Regions from separate parts of the Mus musculus genome. Here region 2 is linked to region 1. A link is a contact called in public ChIA-PET data. All regions are on one chromosome and are shown on one strand. Each heading gives the region's core, a stretch centred on a gene start, on an enhancer-like site or on the middle of the called end of the contact. The rest is flanking DNA. Distances are from core to core; before and after follow the strand shown.

The links. ChIA-PET counts read pairs in DNA pulled down with a chosen protein or histone mark.
Region 2: an RNA polymerase II ChIA-PET map of effector CD8 T cells shows a contact between it and region 1, with 4 times the contacts expected there. The contact joins the promoter of Zfp592 here to the enhancer-like site in region 1. A contact is called at or near these places in 1 of 39 promoter capture datasets (pre-B cells), 3 of 115 datasets of contacts at active chromatin or transcription factors (acute myeloid leukemia, effector CD8 T cells and fetal liver) and 1 of 9 other capture datasets (adipose tissue).

What each region holds. Positions count from the first base shown.
Region 1 is chr7:80,717,401-80,723,455 of GRCm38.p6, forward strand. Iqgap1 (IQ motif containing GTPase activating protein 1) reads right to left here. Exons shown (of 38, transcript NM_016721.2): 35 at 5,562-5,728; 36 at 3,469-3,591. Among named protein-coding and RNA genes, the nearest start is that of Crtc3, 32 kb to the left of the region's middle. Within about 2 kb of position 1,286, at least 31 of the 459 cell types and tissues checked have an H3K27ac peak or open chromatin away from gene starts, as enhancers often do. A contact at or near this core is called in effector CD8 T cells, where this site is marked.
Region 2 is chr7:80,989,736-80,995,654 of GRCm38.p6, forward strand. Zfp592 (zinc finger protein 592) reads left to right here and starts at 3,949. Exons shown (of 10, transcript NM_178707.4): 1 at 3,949-4,027.

The DNA.
Region 1 (6,055 bases), core at 36-2,535:
AAGTCAGTGAGAAAAGGAGCAGGGTGTGGTGGCGCACACCTGCCATCCCAGCACTCGGGAGGCAGAGGCAGGGAGATACCTGAGTCTTGAGACCAGCCTGGTCTACAGAGTGAGTTCCAGGATACCCAGGGCTACACAGAGAAACCCAGTTCTTGGGGAAGGGGAGGGTGTTTGAGGATTGTGAGAGATGAGTGAGGAAGCAGAGGGGTCAGCAAGGTTGCTTTACTGGACTGAGAATGTATGTACTTAAGGATGAGTACACACGGCCCTAGGCAGGAAACCACACAGCACCAGCAATAAGTACGATTATGCTGCTCCCCAGGAGAACAGAGCAATCACTCCACATCTGCAGAGCTCCGTAGAGCTGTGGCCCACTACAGACAGTGAAGAACCAGTAAGGGTGCCCAAGAGGTCTCCAAGGGGATAAAGGAGCGCTCACAGCATCCGTGCTCAGAAACGGGGTGGTTTCACCTTACCTGCTTGGAACGCCTCCTTCCTACGGATAATTGCTTTGTGCAGTAATTAGTGTGAATGCACTTGGTAAGTCTTTTAGTGTCTATGCCCATAGCAGCAAATGAGAGAGAAGAGATGCAAACAGAGGGGCACAGGAAGATTAGTGGGAAATGATGACAGACAGACGGGAAGAATCTAGGTCAGAGACTGGGGGACTGCAAATGTCAGAACAACCACACAAAAACCAAACACCACAACAGAATCAGTCGAAAAACTGACCGGGGGTTGGCGGGGGGGGGGGGGGGGGGGGGGGGGGGGGAATCACAAGCCATACTCAAATCACACCAAAATCAAACCTGCTAAAAACACAACCCCTCAATCAGAAATCTAAGAAACATAAACTTAAAAAAAAAAAAAGAGTGCGTGTGTGTGCGTGTGTGTGTGTGTGTGTGTGTGTGTGTGTGTAGTCTGCGTGTGTGAGCATGTATTTATATGGAGGCCAGAATCAGGCATCGGACCCCCGGAGCTGGAGTTACAGATGATTGTCAGCTTTCTGGCCGGGGTGCTCTTAGCCACTGAGCATCTCTCCAGCCCTTACGGAGGTATTTTATACGATCATGGCTGGCAGGGAGCAGTAGCTTGGGCTCTTACCCACATTCACCAGTCCTGCTGGAACTATGGCAACAAGGTATCAGCCCGATTTGCAACCACTATGGCAACAATATATCAGAATGATTTGCAACCACAATGACAAACAGTACTGCAGAGCACGTACAGCCAGAACGTGAGTTACCATGTGGCCCTCCCTCCACCCCACTTGTGGGTACACACAGGAAGAAAGCAGGCACGCAGGGAGAGGTCCGCACCTGTTTGGTGCGGCACTGCTCACAATAGCTTCGAGTCGGAAACAGCACCTGCCCATCAATGCATGAAGGGCTGAACAAAATGTGGTACACACAGACAATAGAATATTATTCAGCCTTAAAAATGAAGGAAATCCTGTCATGTGGTTAAATCTCTAGGACATTATGTTAAGTGAATGGCCAAGCCAGTGACAATAGATAAAAAGTCCACAGCTTCACTTATGTGAGGTAACTAATGCAGTCAGATGCAAGGCCCATAAAGAGCGTGGTGGCTGCCGGAGGCTTTAAAAACCACTCTTGGATTAGAAATTCAACCGTAGGCATTTACTATTTTAAAAAGCAATCATGGCCCAGAGTGGCAGTGTATGCCTGTAATCCTAGCACAGAGAAGGTTCAGGGAAGAGGATATGAGTTGAAGGTCAGCTTGGGCTACACAGTGAGGCCTCATCACCACCACCACAAACCAAAAGCTGAGCGTGATGCTGTGTGCCTGTAGCCCTAGCTGTGCAGAAGACTGAGGGGGGAGATAAGTTGAGGCCACATCAACCTAGGCAGCAGAGCCAGGCACTATCTCAAAAAAAAAAAAAAAAAAAAGGTGGCCCTCATTCAATCTAATGCAAGCACTGGCTGACATATAAGTGTTATCACAGTTACAATAACATAGTCAAAAAGTATAATTAAGAGTTTTAAGCCAGGCGTGGTGGCACAGGCCTTTAATCCCAACACTTGGAAGGCAGAGGCAGGCAGATCTCTGAGTTCGAGGCCAGCCTGGTCTACAGAGTGAGCTCCAGGACAGCCAGGGCTACACAGAGAAACCCTGTCTTGAAAAACAAAACAAAAGAGAGAGAGAGAAAGAGAGAGAGAGAGAGAGTGAGTTAGTTCTAAACCAGGCCAACAAAGGAAATTTGTAATTATTATAAAAGAGACATTTTTAATAATAGATATAATGTCTATTGCCCATAACGGAGGAAAAGAAATTCATTCTCAGGTGGCAAAGTCTTGGGGAATAAAGGCTCCTGTCCTCAAACCTGATAACCCGAGTTCTATCCCTGGGACCCATGAGGCAGAGAGAGATAACCAACTCCTGCACCCAGCTCCACGGATATATCAATCATGGTGTATGCGGGTGCACACATATAAAATAGACGCAATTTTAAAAAAGACATTTTCAGGGCTGGAGAGATGGCTCAGCGGTTAAGAGCACTGAGACTGCTCTTCCGAAGATCCTGAGTTCAAATTCCAGCAACCACATGGTGGCTCACACCATCTGTAATGTGATCTGATGCCCTCTTCTGGTGTGTTTGAAGATAGCTACAGTGTACTTACATATAATAAATAAATAAATCCTTAAAAAAAAAAAGACATTTTCAGCTGGGTGGTGGTGGCGCGTGCCTTTAATCCCAGCACTCAGAACTTTGTAAAATGTCACTCTGCACATTAAAAAACATTTATATATAAATGTATAAAATACATAAAAGAGCCACCTAGAAAGAGAAATAAGAAAAATGAGATAATGATGTGATAAATTCAAATTTTAAAACCAGCTTCTAGAACAAAGTCAGAATGGACATATGAGAGGCCATGGCTCCGCAGGTGAAGTCCACTCTGCTCAAGCATGAGGACCTCAGATCAGATGCCCAACATCCATGTAAACATCTGGGCACAGCAGCGCAAGCCTGCAACCACAGCAGGGAGTGAGGGGGGTGAGCACTGGCAGACCCCAGGAGCTCGCTGGCCAGCCAGCCTAGCAGAACAGATGAGCTCCAGGTTCAGTGAAAGGCCTCGCCCCAAAAACAACGCAGTGGGAAGAGGAACAGCACGCCCAACAATGGCACACTTACACACAGACACTAGCACATGTGTGCACACACGATAAGGTGGAGTGTGAAGAGGAAAAGAGCACTTGACACTGGTCACCTGGCTTCATTTTCTCTCTCTCTCTCTCTCTCTCTCTCTCTCTCTCTCACACACACACACACACACACTCTCTCTCTCACACACACTCTCTCTCTCTTTCTCTCTCTCTCACACACACACACACACTCTCTGTCTCTCTGTCTCTGTCTCTGTCTCTCTCTCACACACACACACTCACACTCTCTCTCTCACACACACACAGAAACATTACGTAACATACAAAGCAAACACTCACTGGTTTGCCTGAAGGTCTTCAATCTCCAGAAGGACGCCCTTCTCATGCAGCCTCGCTGCTGTGTACTTCAGAGAAATCTTTTTGCTTTTCTTGCCTTTCATTTCCCTAGGCTTTTTGGAGACCCTGGGAAGATTAGGAAAAAGACAGGGATGTTAATGGGCATCAGGGACATCAAAGCTAAGAAAAGTAACCATGGGGAGAAGATGGGCCTCCACAGGGTGGCAGGGAAGTGGGCGGGGTGTGAGTGGGGGTGGTCCTCAGCAAAGACAACTGAAGACTGACCGTGACAGACAACTTCTGTCGCCCATGCACTTCCAGTTTACTCTCAGAAAACGCCTACATTGGCAGAGCAGCACATTTTAAAGAAGCTGGTGCAGACATTTTAAGTAAAAATTTGAGATTTGTTATTTTATGTGTGTAAGTGCTTTGTCTGCCTGTACGCCTGCGTAGGCATCGGAGTCCCTGGGATTTCAGTTACAGACAGCTGTGCGCCTCCACGTGGGTGCTGACAATTGAAGCTGGTTGCCTTGGAAAAGCAGCCAGGGATTTTAACCACTGTGCCACTCTCCAACTCCATCCATCGGTTTTGGTTTTGGTTTTTGTTTTGTTTGGTTTGGTTTTGCTTTGCTTTGTTTTTAAAGATTAAACAAAAGTTCCTCGATATGACACAGTATTCAGCCATTCAAAGTGAAGACCTACTGTGTCTGCCTAGAAGACCTAAAAATGTCAACGGGGCAAGGAGGACAGCTAGACCTTGGTTTCTAAATGAAGTTAGGGCAGCTTGGAGAGATCTTCACTCTAGGCCTGAACAGAGCAAACTACAAATTAAACCTGACACAGAATTCATCAGAAAGCCAGAAAGCACAAAAGACAGCCCCAACAAGGACGAACACGCCGCTAAAGGCTCCAGGGTAGTAGGGGACCACCTCTACATACTAGCTCCATCCCCCCCACCCAAGGATGCGCATGTGAGCTAGAGGGTCGGGGTGTAGGAAACACAATTTAAATTCCAGAGAATCCATGGGAAGGGCTCATGGGTGTCTTCTTCCTTCAACCGTTCTGAGGTTTGAAATTTCTAAGAAGAAAAGGGTGGGAGCTTGCAGTTTCTTCCCTGTAAAACGCAGGCTCAGGTTTGTGACCAGCACAGGAAAGCCTTCCCTGGAGCCTGTGATCCTGCCTACAGGCATCGGGAGCCTAAATGTTTATAAAGTCTTTCAGAGGTTGGTCGGTTTGGAGGCCAGCCTGACTCATGCTAGAATTACAGGTGTGCACCATCATGCTTAGTGGGAGATTTGGAAGCCAAGTTAGATGGTCCCCTTCCAGGATTCACTGACATCTAGACTAAACCAATACTTTACAACAAGTACTTAGAAATAAGCATCTCCAAGCCCCTTCCCATCTCCCCCACATCACACCAACAGATGGAGCCAGGCAATTGTGCAGACATCAGAAGCAAAACCAAGAAGTGATGCAGCAGGTAGGTCCTGGGTGCTGTAGTTCAGTGACAGTCAAGTGAGGCGGTGACACATACCTTTAATCCCAGCACCTGGGAGACAGGGGCAGGAGGATATCTGAGTTTGAGCCCAGCCTAGTCTACAGACTGAGTTCCTGACCAGTCGGGAGACAGTGAGAGCTTATCTCAAAAAAGAAGAAAGAAAAATCCAACCTCAAGCCAGCAACATGACTTTGCCAGTAAAGCCCTTGCCGCAAGAGCCTGGAGACAGAGTTCAGAAGGTCCTGGGAGTCGGGGCAGACAGATGGACCAGCCCTGGAGTTGTCCTTTGACATCTACACACACTCCCTCCCCTTCCCTCCCCACATTAGCAACAGGACATTTGTTTTGTTTTTTCGAGACAGAGTTTCTCTGTGTAGCCCTGGCTGTCCTGGAACTCACTTTGTACACCAGGCTGGCCTCAAATTCAGAGATCCACCTGTCCAAGTGCTGGGATCAAAGGCATGTGCCACCACTCCCCGGTAGCAACAGGACATTTAATAAAAACTAAAACACTTGTCTCATTGTCACGTTAGAAGCTGTTTCTAATTCTCTCCATCCCCTAATTCCCACCCTGGAATAATGAAAAACAAAGACTCACTTGCCCTTGCTGGCCAAGTTATCCAAGCAGGTTTTGATGTAGCTCTTGTAGTAGTCCACCTGCTCGCCGTAAAAGGTGGCCTTAGAGTTCAGCGCCGAGTACGTCTGCTGCAGTTTTACCAATTCAGCTTTCCTCCTCTGCCTGTATCTCCGCTGATTCCGGATATCCTGAGGCACAACCATGAAAATTAGGAAAAAGATGACAGGCAGCCCGTGCCTCTTGAACCATCGCCGTTCATGAACACTACAACATATCTGGGCTGAACTCAAACATGCCAGCTGTTCTTAACAGGCAGCGACCTGATCTCGAAACCTAAAAGAGATGCCAATCGCATCGGCCTATATCCACTAGCAACAGGGAAGTGTGTACCCTGATTTTTTGTGTGCTTAGACTCTACTTACAAAGCTGGTCTAGACCTCATAAACACTCTTTCCTGAGAGGGGGAAAAGAAAGAACCAAGTTCCTTAGTGCAAGAGCATTACCCCAGTCAAATT
Region 2 (5,919 bases), core at 2,699-5,198, 270 kb after region 1:
AGTTCAGTTCTCCAGTTGGTTTCCAGGATCTACATCAGAAGCTCACAACCACCTATAACTCACTCTCAGCTTCAGGGTCATCTAGTAGCCCATGTCTTCATACACTATCTTCTGGGCCCCGAGGACAGCTACCCAAATATGGCATATACTCATACAAACACATAAACAGAAAGAAAATCTTAAAATTTAACCCCCCCCAAAAATGAAGTCATCTTTGTACCCTAGTTTAAAGTGCATGTTTTTCTTTTCTAGATCTTTGATAATTTTCTCTTGACACAAAATTCTATAGTCTAGTGAAAAAAATTGTAGTTAATAATCAGAGAAGCGCCAGGCGGTGGTGGCACACGCCTTTAATCCCAGCACTTGGGAGGCAGAGACAGGCGGATTTCTGAGTTCGAGGCCAGCCTGGTCTACAAAGTGAGTTCCAGGACAGCCAAGACTATACAGAGAAACCTGTCTCGAAAAACCAAAAAAAAAAAAAAAAAATCAGAGAAGCAATGCCCAATTTTCATTGTATAAACAGCTGGAATACATTGCTCTCCCGGCCTTATTGTTCTGAATCAACCAAATGCCCAACTATTAGGAAGAAAGGGCCGAAGCCTACAACCTCTTTAAGAGATAATGGGAAAATCCACTTCAAACTGTATTGCCCGAACAGTTCAAGGTCCCGTGGTTCGTGCAGGTCTGTGAGGTTTAGAGTTCAGCCTGACTCACTTGCGCTTCAGTGCCACACCCCCAATGAGGTTTCAGACAGGCTCTCCTACTGTTCTACAGGAGTCCTGGGCTCTGGCCAAACAGTCCTCTTGGGTATTCTGAGTCTTTGTACTACCTGTCCCCTTTACCTGGGACAGTCTCCTTACCTTGGCCATTTTTGAATATTAAAGTCCTATATACACTTCAAGGATCTAATTCCAACACCCTTTTCTAAATCTGAATTCTTTGAAGCCTCACAAATACACACACTTACAGTTAATGTGCATTTGTAATATCTGTATGTACATAACTGGATAAATCCCCGTGTGTATGGTGTGTGACAATGTGGGCAAGTTTGTAGTGTGTCATGCATGTGGGGGTCAGAGGACAACCTCAGGTACTGTTTCCTAGCCTTCCTTCCACATTTGAGATGGGATCTCTTGCAGGTTTTCTGCTATGTTTGCCAGGGAAGTTGGCCCCTGAGCTTTCAAGGATTCTCTTTTCTTTGCTTCTCACCTCCCCATAGGATGGTTAGATTACAAATCTTCATTCTCTACTCACATTTGTACTCACTTTCACCCCCTGAGCCAGCTCATTATCCCTCAACATGGTCTTTACTCATTTATTTTAAAGACCTAGGAGCTTTTTTTCAAGATAGAGTTTCTCTGTGTAGCCCTGGCTCTCCTGGAACTCACTCTGTAGACCAACTCAGAAATCCACCTGCCTCTTGGGTGCTGGAATTAAAGGCATGGGCCACCGTTGCCTGGGTAAGATTAATTACACGTGTGTATATACATGCACACAAACACCAGTGCCCATAAAGGTCAGAAGCAGGCTGCTTGATGTGAGTGCTGGGAATCAAACTCAGGTCCTCTGCAAGAGCAGCCTACACTCTTAACCACTGAGCCAGCTCTCCAGCCCCTCACCATGGTTTAATGGCTACAAATAAACTAATTTAACACGTTTTAATTTGGGGCATTTTGTTCACAGGTGTAGCACATTATTTGGGCGGAGGAGGGATAAACGGAGTGATAACCAGGGAATGGAGACAAATTTTCTGAAAAGGAAAGGGCTTTTTGTTGTTTTGTTTCTTTCAACAAGAGGTTTAGGGATAGTGCTGGTACAATGGCTTAGTGCACAAGGACTCTTGCTGCCAAGCCTTATGACCCAAGTTCAATCTCTGGGACTCACATGGCAGAAGCAGAACACTGACTCCTGAGTCTGACCGCCACTCACACACAGGAATGCACACAAAACAAACAAGTTGGGACTACAGACATTTAGGGGGGGAAAGTACCTCAGAAACTTCTACAGATATCAGATTTGCTGAGTATGCCATTTTCTCTATTAAGTGGTACAGGTTTTGTTCTTGTGTTTTGGGGAGGCGGCGGTGGGACAAGGTCTCCTGTAGCTCAAGCTGGTCTCAAGGTGGATATATACATAAAACCAAGATGAGCGTTAAAATCCTGATTATCCCACCTTCAGGAGTAGAATGCCGAGATTACAGGGATTCATGCCACCATAGTATGGGGTTTTGAACCAACTGTAGCCAGAGATTAAAGACAGAGAATTTAGCTGTTTATGGATACCATCTAGGATTATCCTGGTAGCTCATCTGTGGAAAATTGCATGCCTCCCTAACTTACAATAAATAAAAAGTCCTGCCAGGCATAGTGGTGCATACCTTCTATCCCAGCGCCACAAAGCAGAGGTAGTGGGTCTCTGGAGTTGGAAGGTAATTTGGTCTACAGAGCAAGTCCTAGGACAGCCAGAGCTACACATAGAGAAAACCTGCCTCAAATAAACAAGATCCTTTCTTTCTTGGCTTTTAAGGCGGTCTTTCAATGTGTAACCCCAGCTGCTCTTGAACTCAAAATCATCTTGCCTCATTCTCCCAAGAGCTGGGATTACACACATGCACTACCGCACGGGACAAATATTTCTATCTTTATTCATCTTTCGAATCTTGTTGGACAACACGCCTTTTCCTTGGACTTCCTCTTCCCCATTTCCCATCTTTCTGGGATATAAACTATAAATGACTCTGTCTTTGGCTCCTTGAGCTCTCGCTCTCTCTCAAACTGGAACAAATGAAACAAACCTTTCTTTTTACTCCTTCTTAAGATGGAGGCTAGTTTTCCCTTCCTCTCCCTGCCAAACTTCTGGAAAGAATAATTTCTCGTAACTGCCTTCACTCCTTCATCACTACCGCACTCCTCATGCAGGTGTTGGGTTCTGTCGGGTCCTGGCACACAGCAGACTCAGCTGAATGTCAGCTCTGGCCCTTTTGCCAAGTGTGGGCTTTTTCCTGGTTTCTTCGGGAGGAATTTGCTCATGCTTAGCAATCCTGCCTGGCACCAGAACTGGCCTGCCAGTTCCCACCGTCCGACCCTGCTGCCTTACTATCGCGTCCCCAAGGGACTCCAGGTTCTTGGAAAGTCCTGCGGGTCAACTTGGTAATTTTTTTGTCGGCCGCCTCTCCGAGTTCTTGCCCTGGAGTCACAGCCTCCCTGGTGAGCCTGCGAATTGCCAGTCCACCCTGAGAGGTTATCAGCTCCCTCCACCCCAACCCCTCCACCTCCATTCCACTCTCCGAGCGTCCCTTGGCTCCCCCAGAGGTAACACGTCTGAGCGCCCCGCGCCCGCAAGCATGTCCTTCCATCCTGCGACGAGTAGCCATTTAAGGCGCACCTGAGTGCCCAGGCCCACTGCCCTCCTGCTTCCTTTCACTTAGCAGTGCTGCCTAGGCCCGACTCGCCCAGCTCTCCGCGAAGACGACTTCTTCCGAGCTCTTGAGGCGCTCGGCGTCCGGTCGGCCCATAGCCGCGAAGGTACAACGCGTCCCTCCGGCAGGCGGCCTGGGCCGCACCGAGGCCTCAGAGGCGCGTCCGAGCTTCCCGGGCCCAGGTGGCCGGGAGAGGCCGCGCCAAGGGCGGCGGGAGCCAGCCCAGGTCGGAGTCCCGGTCCTGCCTGCGCCGTCCTCGCCCCGCCCCTCCCCGGAGTCAGCGTAGCCAGGGTCGCACCAGCCTGAGGCGGGAGGGAGGCGGAAGGCGCGGGGCCGGGCCAGGCCAGGCCGGGCCGGGCCGGGCCGGGGCAGCTCTATAGCCGCACCGCCCTGGCCGGTGCCCAGGCCCGAGTCGCCTTCCGCCCGCCCTTCCCACCCGCGGCCTCAGCCAGGTCCCGCCGCCAGCCCGGCTCCCGCCCCCGCTCCGCCCCCGGAGCCGCAGCCCCGCCCGCCACCGCCGTCGCCATGTTGTGGCTCCCGCAGCCGGCGCTGGGGACGCGCGCGGCCGAGCCCGGGGCCTGTCGCTGCCGCCGCCGCCGCCGCCGCCAGGTAAGCGCCCCCCGCCGCCTGGACGGGGCGAGGCCACCATCCGGGCCGCTCCAGCTCGGGCAGGGGAGTCTGAGAGGAGCGGGCTCTGCCCGCGCCGCGGCCCGGCCCTGCAGCCTGGTGGACCCTGCCCGCCGCCCCAGGCGGCAGCCACTTCCCCCGATCGCCGCCAGGCGGGCCCTGGCCACCACCCTACCCCGCCCCCGGCCCGGACCCCTTCCGCCGCCGCCGCCCGCCGATCGGGGCGGCCCGGGCACTCCGCTGTCGTCCCGCGCGCGACAGGCGGCCGCCCGCCGAGCCCCCGGCCCAGGCAGGGATAACGGTGCACTTCACCAGGCTGGGACGCCCTGTCAGCTCCACGGTCCCCGCCGCGCGAGGACCTGGCGCCGTCACTGGGCAGACACTTAGAACATCGGCCCTCCTCGGCGCCCCTCAGTCTCCCCCTCAGCCTCGCCCAAGTTCTGACCCCGGGGGTTCCTTCTCCCGGGGCAGACAAGTCTTCCTCCTCCAGAGTTGGGGTGCTTAGGGGGGGGTGACCAGGCCTGTTGATCAGGCTTGAACTGATTTCTCTGCGGGGTCTCTTCCTGCCAACCGAGGGGCTAGTGGGGAAAGGCTCCGTGTGACCCGGGGAGGGGGAGGACAGGAGAGCGTCTGCTGGACAGATGGCCTCCTGGCCTTGAAGCAGCTTTTGTGAGGGGGAGGGGTCCGTATGACCTTAGGTATGCCTGCTCTTGAGAACCTAAGATTATTGGAGGTGGTCAGGTATTTTTTTTTTTTTTTAACTATTTTTACGAGCAGACCAGAGGTGACATTAAAAGTCCAGGGTTGAAACAACCTACAGGCCCACCCAGGGAGCATGCTTTGTAGCCAGGACAAGCCTAGATAGTTTCTGCTTTAGGAGAGTGGGATTCGGGTGGGTAAAATGGGTTTGGACCAGGGTTTGCCCGTGGCCTGTGCTCGTGTAGGAGCTAGAGTGTGATTGTGTCAGGTGTACACCGGCTGAGCACACAATGTGCTTGGCCTGATGGGTGCTGAGTGGGACTTCAGAAGTCTATTTGCTAAACTGACAGGTACATTACAGTGGGAAAGAGAAAGGAGCCTGGTGCTTTTTTTTTTTTTTTTTTTTTTTTGGACCATTTCTACAGCTCCACTGAAGATGGCTTTGGTTCATTACCCCTCCCCCCATCTCCACTTTTAACCAGGTTGGCCACCAAGCTCCGGTCTTAAACCTCCCCCGTAGTTGGGACTTCAGGCAACCATGCCTAACTGAAAACATTTTTTTTTCTGAGTATTTGTAGTATGCGCCATGACAGAACTAGGTTTTGGAGATACTGTGTCAACCAGAAAGATACCTCCACTTTAGTGTGGGAGATCTTGACCTAGAGACAAAGTCCAGAAATAAGAAAATATTTGTCAACAAATACATGTTTTCCATGTGGCGAGCAATGAAAACTAACTGTCCTTGTACAGCTTTCCTTCTAACATGTGGGAAGACAGTAAGGACAGGGTCTAGTAAACACGGAGTGTGTTACAAAGAACCAGATACTAACAGGGAAGAGGAAAAGAAAGAGAGTTGAATCTGAGGCAAAGGGAGGTGGCAGTTTTTTGTTTTATTCTTTGTATATACAGTTTAACTATGTCTTCCTGACTGGCCTATCTAGATCTTCCTGCCTCAGCCTCTTGAATGCTGGGATAACCATCACTCTTAGGCTCAGTGAGGATTTAGTTAATATTACAATGGCAGAGGCCCTAAGAAGGGCTCTATGTGTGAGCCAGCTCTCTCTCTCTCTCTCTCTCTCTCTCTCTCTCTCTGTGTGTGTGTGTGTGTGTGTGTGTGCTGCAGGTTGGTGGTTTGTTTTTGCAGTGGGGGAAATCAGTCCAGCCTTAGTAAGAGT